2 separate regions of the Ovis aries genome follow, and region 2 is linked to region 1. A link is a contact called in public Hi-C data. All regions are on one chromosome and are shown on one strand. Each heading gives the region's core, a stretch centred on a gene start, on an enhancer-like site or on the middle of the called end of the contact. The rest is flanking DNA. Distances are from core to core; before and after follow the strand shown. Region 1 overlaps SLC16A10 (solute carrier family 16 member 10). Region 2 holds the start of SLC16A10 (solute carrier family 16 member 10).

What was found. Hi-C and Micro-C count contacts between places; a contact is called where the count stands out from the background.
Region 2: a contact with region 1 is called in a Hi-C map of muscle, with 3 times the contacts expected there. The contact joins the promoter of SLC16A10 here to the enhancer-like site in region 1. A contact is called at or near these places in 5 of 16 Hi-C or Micro-C datasets (liver, muscle, skin fibroblasts and 1 more).

Annotation. Positions count from the first base shown.
Region 1 is chr8:26,494,454-26,498,135 of ARS-UI_Ramb_v3.0, reverse strand. All of the region lies in intron 4 of SLC16A10 (solute carrier family 16 member 10), which reads left to right. Among named protein-coding and RNA genes, the nearest start is that of MFSD4B, 28 kb to the right of the region's middle. Within about 2 kb of position 1,360, at least 18 of the 54 cell types and tissues checked have an H3K27ac peak or open chromatin away from gene starts, as enhancers often do. A contact at or near this core is called in liver and muscle, where this site is marked.
Region 2 is chr8:26,597,082-26,600,600 of ARS-UI_Ramb_v3.0, reverse strand. SLC16A10 (solute carrier family 16 member 10) reads left to right here and starts at 1,441. Exons shown (of 6, transcript XM_004011485.5): 1 at 1,441-1,965. The coding sequence starts at 1,629.

The DNA of each region.
Region 1 (3,682 bases), core at 111-2,610:
AACTGCTGCTGGCTGTGGGGTTTCTTCTGGGGTGACGTAAATATTCTAAAACTACACAGTAGTTTGTGACGGTCAGTGAACCAAGTGCGCCTTTCCTCCTTGCCCTGCCCTTCAAGGTGCGTGCTACCACACTTACAGATGCGAACTCCGGGGGACAGAGGCTGCCTCACTGTGGGTATCTCTATAGATCTAGGCGGTCAGCGCAGTAAGGAGTCTGGTCACATAGCTGGAAGGCTGGGAGAGTACTACCTTTGAAAGTATTGCTGTTACGATCATTCCTCTTTATTAACACCTTAACTGTGATGGTATCTCTGTCGCGTTTAACAGAACAGTCTTGTTCTCAAGTGTCAAGGGAGCCCTCTAGTGGACATTTGTTGCCTTACAGCCTTTCGGCTTCCTTTCATTTATTAAAAGAGAGGACAGGGAGGCCTGGCGTGCTGCAATTCATGGGGTCGCAAAGAGTCGAACACGACTGAGCGACTGAACTGAACTGTGCCCCAAGCACCAGCCCCAACCCTGGTGGGTGATACAAACATGATACAGACATTGTCCTTGAGTTCCCAGAGCAAGACCTGAGGCAGGGAAAAGCTGGGGGTGATTGGGAACTCAAGAAGACAGGGAGAGTGGCCTGGGAAGAGGTTGGAAAGAGCAGGGCATGGGGAGAAGAGGGGCCAGATTAAACAGAGCCTTGGAATACACAGTGGAGACATTTTACTTTAAGCACAGTAGGCCTTGCTGGAGGATGACGTGATCTTGCATTTTGAAGTCGGGGTGGTTGCTCCATGTGTGGAGGATTGAGGACTGCGAGGGAAGCGGGAGTGCAAGAGGGAGGGAGACCAGGGAGGCGATGATACAGAGTCCAGGTTAGAGAGGATGGAGCCCAGACTGCGGTGACACGATGGGTGAGGTCACGGCGTGTTTTATGCATCAGCGCTTTACTCCAAAACAGCTTTGACTTTAGAAAGGTTTCCCCTCTAGAGGTGGACAGTCGGGTCATCTACAACGTAACGGGGGCAGATACGTTAGTAGTTCATGTGACTGAGGAAGGGAAACAGCCTGCACTGACTTGGCCCACGTGTGGCCTAGTTACACGGAAGTGAGTGCAGGATGAGTAGCTTCATTTTGGATGAAAGGTGGGCCACAGCCTGGCTGCCTTTAAGCCGCATCTAGTTTTTCTCACCCAGTGTGGCACAGCGAGTGTCACACCTGGTCGTGTGTGCTGAGTCACAGGCGAGGTGGCTGCAGCCCAGAGAGGCCCGTGGAGCACAAGGCTGGCCGTTACGTCCTGTGCTGCGGGGAGCCGCCAACAGCCCTCCCCGCTCTCCCCTGCCCTGACTCCCGAATGTTGTGTGGTTTTTGATTCTTGGCTCTTCTCTGCTGTGATCAAGTCCAGCTCTGTCTGTCGGCTTATTCCTCCTCCCCTCCCTGTCTCCCTGCCTGGCTGTTTGCCCTCTGGCCCCGCTGTTAAGGGCTGGAATGCTTCCGCAGCTTACCTTCCTCTCCTTCCTTTCGTGGGTGCTGGGTTTTCTCAGACACGCCTGCTTCTTGCTTCTGTTACAGCTCAGCCTTGTCGGGGCAGTTCTCCTCCCTCCCTGTCCCTGTGACACCAGTTCCGAGTGGCTTCCTGGCCTGGGACACAGTTTGCAGCATCCCATGTGGTCTGCTTTGAGGGCACAGTCATCTTGGGTTTGGGGAGGCTGCAGAGCAGAAAAGCACAGACTCTAAAGTGAGATACAGCTTGTCTCCAGATCCTGCAGAGGGCTGTGTGAGGATTCATGGTGACAGCTTATGTAAACTGCCTGCCCAGGGGGAATCACTAGTAAATCCTTGCTTTTGTGAGATTTTAATATTCTGTTGAATACTGAGGCAGACCCTGATTTGAAACAGGTCTCAAGAAAGGAGACCTTGGTTTTTCTGATGTGGGGATCTTTGCTTATAGGGAACAGAGTTTAGGAATATATCTTACACTTTTGCTAAAGAGTTCTGAATTTAAACTTCCAGCAAGGTCTTGGGTAACCAAGTATTTTCAGCCTAACAATTCTGAATACTGAGCGAAGAGGTGATCGAAATGTGTTATATAGAATAATGATGGGTGAAGAGAATCTCTGCAGAGGTTCCCGGAGTACGTCACTAGGAGAGGGAAGACTGTGTCCTGGCATCTTCCCGGCCATCTCTCGTAGCTTCACAGGCCTTTCTAGTCACCAGTACGTTACTGCAGATTTCTATTTTTACTGTGTACCTGTTTCAACAGTGTGAGTGTTTCACAGGTGTGCAAGTTGTAACTCTGATGAAAAGAATCGAAAGCTTTGGGTTAAGATCACTTTCCCATTGTGTCAGATTGCTCTGTGCCACGCACATACCAAAGTGTGGACATCACATCCATGTATGTAAGCAGACAAACCTCGATGAGTGCGCACAGGAGAGGTCTGGGAGGACCATCAAATTATCGAGTGGTTATTCCTGACCAGGAGAGTGTGGGTTGAGGGTGGGAGGGGGTTGAAGGAAGACTTTCATTTATTACTGTATACATTTTTCTACAGTTTGAATTTTGTCAGGAATATATTCATGAGTTACTTTTGAAATGCAGAATTGTTTTTTGTAATTTAGAAAAACGCAGCACTTTTAGATCCGTCTTCTTCTGGAAGTCACTTCTGCTTGAAGTAGAACGAACGGAGCCGCGTTGACCGGTTTTGTTGTTGGTGGTGCTGTTTTTGTTCCCTTTTAGTATTTTATATTTTCTGAAAGATACCTTGGGATAAAAGGTATATGCTTCACCAAACGTAAGCTACTTCTACAACGGCACCCGGACATTTCGCGGTCCCTCTGCCTGAACAAGGAATCAGACTACGGCCCTCTCTTCTCGCCTGGGCTGTGGCACTGGGGCTGCTTCCTCCTCCAGGCAGGCGTGGTGGTGTTCATGTGCAGTAGGAGAGCTGAGCAGGCTTCTGGGCCAAGTGCTTCCACAGGACTGCCTGCTTTAGAAGAAGCCGGATGCCCGGCTGTGCCCTGAACACTTCCTTTTGGTGTGATGGACCTGAAGACCACTGCTGCCAGCTAGTGGGTTTCTAGCCAGAGGCTCTGAGAGTCTGCAAACTTTATATTGAATAAATTCATAGGAGCAACAGGAGAATATAAATTAATATCATTTGCATCTGCCTCTGAAAGTGCCTTCTGCTTATTCAGGTGCAGCTCATTTTTTCCTCTTCCGTCATTATGCTTAGATTTCTGAGCAAAACTTCCACTGACATTTCCTCCAAAAATGTTCTCTGTGACAGAAATGGGAGCTGTAATAGCAAGGACTTTTTTTGTTGTTGTTCTTAGGTACATAAACTAACTGAAGCAGGGGGTTATTCTTCTAGAGATTGTAATATTATGACAGAAGATATTTCCTGTACAGTTTTAAGAAGCAGAAGCAAGAAAGACTTCTCAAAAGTCAGTGTCTCATTAAATGAGACACATTCTAGGCTCAGTGCCGGAGCCTAGAAAAGGGTTAGGAACCTTTGAATCTCTTTTTAAAATCTAACCAGAGCTACTGTGTTTGGGGTGGAAAAAAAAGATTGTAATACTAAATTACTCACCTTTCACACTGGGGGCTTGTATCTACAGATCAGTAGATATTTGGGGAAGTGATGAGCTTCCTACACGCACAATGCGCTAAACCTTGGTCTGTGCGACTTGTGGG
Region 2 (3,519 bases), core at 192-2,691, 100 kb before region 1:
ATGTACTTAATCATTTACTTATATCAATAGAGATCATGGATATTTATTTTATATTTTGTGCTATAACCCATACCTTTGTGTGTGTGTGTGAATGTGCTTTCTTTGCTCAATAAAATGTTATAACTTTCAAAGTCAACAGAGGTGAATTTCAAAACTTTTAGTGGTTATGTAGTACCGATGCATGTTTTTGCTTCCACTTTTTATTTCCAATAGTGCTGGAATAACATCCTTGCACATTCATTTTTGTGTGCTTGTGTGACTATTCTTTAGTTTACCATTCTAATCCCATCCTTAAGACATATTACGCTTGGTTTTTTTCCCTGCTCCTCAAGTTTCCCTGCTTCCCCTTAGCTTCTGCTAGCTTCTCTACCTAGAACACCCTTCCTCTATCTTTGCCCAGGAAAGCTCCTAGTGTGATTCAGGGCTCAGCTCAAAGGCTGTTTGCTGTAGAAGCTTTTCTCTAATGTTTTGAAGATAATTTAATGGCTCCATTCCACTTCTTTTTGTTGTATATGTATTTTAACACTTATTATATGACACTCCTATTCTATCCCAGGACTTCTTCCTACTAGTTTTTGAACCCGTAGGGGCAGAAATGTGATCAATCACACTCATTTATGGACTCCATCATAAAGTAATTAGCATATTTTGACTGAAGTTAAGAATTTGAGGAATTAAGAATTGTGCCCAATATTATACAACTAGTTAATCTTCATTTCTTTTACAGACATGGTTGTTCCATGCTTTAAGGAGACAGAGAAGTTGAATTATAGGTGCTAGTTTTTGCCTGAAGTGCAGACAACTGTGCTGTAGTTTAAAAGTAATGTTTTCTAGCTGTCTGTAAAAAATGTTTGTTACTTGAAGACTTTGATATAACAGTCTGTGTCTTCCAAAATGAGCCTGTTCAATATGCCAAGTATTCATAGGAAATCATATATGAATATAGGAGAAATTAAATAGGGCCTCTGATCTTTCTGACTCCCTTTTTAAGTCAGCAGTTGGCATAACGTATCTTATGTATTATAATTAGTAATTAGAGGTGAACGCCAGAAAACAACAACAAAAAGAAGACAAAGGGACAATGTTTGTTGGTCAGGCTGTCACGGACTGAGACTAAAGAAGGTCCCATTCTGCGGTCCCGATGACCCAATGTAGCCTGCACCTAGGAGAAGACGTGCCCCTTCCGTTAACACTTTCTGGCGGGGTGACCTACACATCTGTGACCCCCGCTGGAGAGGAGGAGGCCCGGCGCCTGGCGCGCGCGCAGATATAACCACCCGCAGGCACCTGGGTCGCGCGCCGCGGGAGGGGGTGGGCCCCCCCGCGTTCTCCCGAAGCCCAATCATCGGGAGATTCCGGGGCAGGTCCTGCCGCCGACCACGCCCCCAGGGGGTGTGGCGGGGGGGGCGTCTTTAAGAGCTGGCGGCCCGGCCTCCTGCTGAGTCCGGGTGCTGGGCTGTGGACCCGGAGGTTCGCGCGTAAGCCGGTCGCCGCCCGCCTACGGTGGGCTCCGCCGCTTTCGCCTCGGCCTCGCTAGCCCGCCCGCCCAACTCGGCGGCTCCTCCGCGAGCCCGCCGGGAACTCGCACCCCTCGCGCTCCCCTGCGCCCGAGGGGGCCGCCCCGGGCCATGGTGCCCTCCCAGGAGGAGCCCGCCGCCGCGCGGGGGACAAGCGAGGCGCAGCCGCTCGGCTCCGCGCCTCCGGGGGCCGCTCCGCTGCCCGGCGCGGGACCCTTAGACGGCCCGGAGGCGGCGGCGGCCGAGAAGGTGGAAGTAGAGCTGGGTGGGTCGGTGGGCGCCGAGCCCCTTGAGCCCCCTGAGGGCGGCTGGGGTTGGCTGGTGATGCTAGCAGCCATGTGGTGCAACGGGTCGGTGTTCGGCATCCAGAACGCCTGCGGGGTACTCTTCGTGTCCATGCTGAAGACCTTCGGGTCCAAGGACGATGGCAAGATGGTCTTCAAGACAGGTGAGGCACAGCGCCCGCCGCGGCCACGCCGGGGGATGGGCGCGGGATGCATCCCGCGTGTGGAGCGAGCTTCTGCGCCGCCTGGTGCGCCCCTGAGGGTCCCTCTGTTCACACAGGGTGTGAGGGGTGGGTTTGTCCAATTGCAAAAGCAGCCCTGCGGCTCCCGGGGCCTCCGTGCGCCTCTCTTTGTGTTGAATCCAGATGTAGGGACTGTATTTGGATACAAGTCACAGAACTTATTTGCCTAGATCTTCCTGCTTCCCCTTTCTGCAGGATAGAGGCTGTCTCTGGTAGACTTTCTCTTAATTTTTGAAAACAAACAGACCCTTCCAAAGCCAGTTAGTTACTCCGCTCCGTTATTTTTACAGTCTCTTTCGTGACCGTGACGGTTGGATTTTTGTTCTTCTGCCCCCGGCGCTGCAGAGGACTGTGTGTGTTGGGGGGAGGCGGAGTTGGCGAGATGAAAGATCTGTATTGCAAGGACTCGGGAGTTCTGAAAGGAGCCCTGAAGGAAACACGGTTTCGTGCTGGTTTTTTTTTTTTTTTTTTGGGTGGGGGAAGGGGGTGTCACTCTGCTAAATATAGAAAGCATAGGAGGCAGCCAGATCAGGGACTGGGAAGAGGAAGGTGAAGGGTTGCCCTTTCCTGTTGTGTTCTTTGTCATTTTATACCAAATTAGATGAAAAAGGTGCAGACTCAACATTTTTTTCCCTGTAAATGATTATTACCTGATCTACCAAGTCCAAGACCTTCTGTAGAACTCTTTTACATGCATTATTTCATGTCATCCTGTGAGGTAGGCGTTATCAACCCCTTTGAAGTGAGGAAAGTGAAGCTTGTTGAAATAAAGTGTTTTAATGAGTCCAGAATGGTGATGAAACATATCTTATTTAAAGGGCCAAGTGATTTTCATTACTAAAATATGCTCCCTCCTTGCCATTTGGACAAACTCCCTGTGGTTAATGAGGGCTTCCCAGGTGGCTCAGTGGTAAAGAACCCGCATGCCAGTGCAGGTAGACCCGGGTTCCATCCCTGGGTTCGGAGGATCCGCTGGAGAAGGAAATGGCAACCCACTCCAGTATTCTTGCCTGGGAAATCCTATGGGCAGAGAAGCCTGGTGGGCTACAGTCCACAGGAGTCGAACATGACTTAGTTTGAAACAGTGACATATGGTCCCTTTTTTTTTAAACTTTAATTTTCAATTATTTTTAGTGTGTTTTTCTTATCTCTTTAGTGTGCATACAAAGAAAAAAGCTAGTCTGTTATAACAAATTCTAAAGGAGAGGTAATGTTGGGAGTTTTAAAGACTGATGTTAAAGAGTATTATACCATTGTTCTGCAGATTTTCTTCTATTTTGCGTTGTGTTTGCAGTTTATCCCGATAGCTTCTTAGTATGAGCTGGTAGCTTAACTTCTTTACATTTTAATGCCTAGTTTTCCATTGTATGAATATATTATACTTTATACGCATTCTTTCTTTAATAAACATTTAGGTTACTTTCAAAATTACCATAGACAGTGCTGCTATGCATATTCTTGTACATTGTCTCTTTG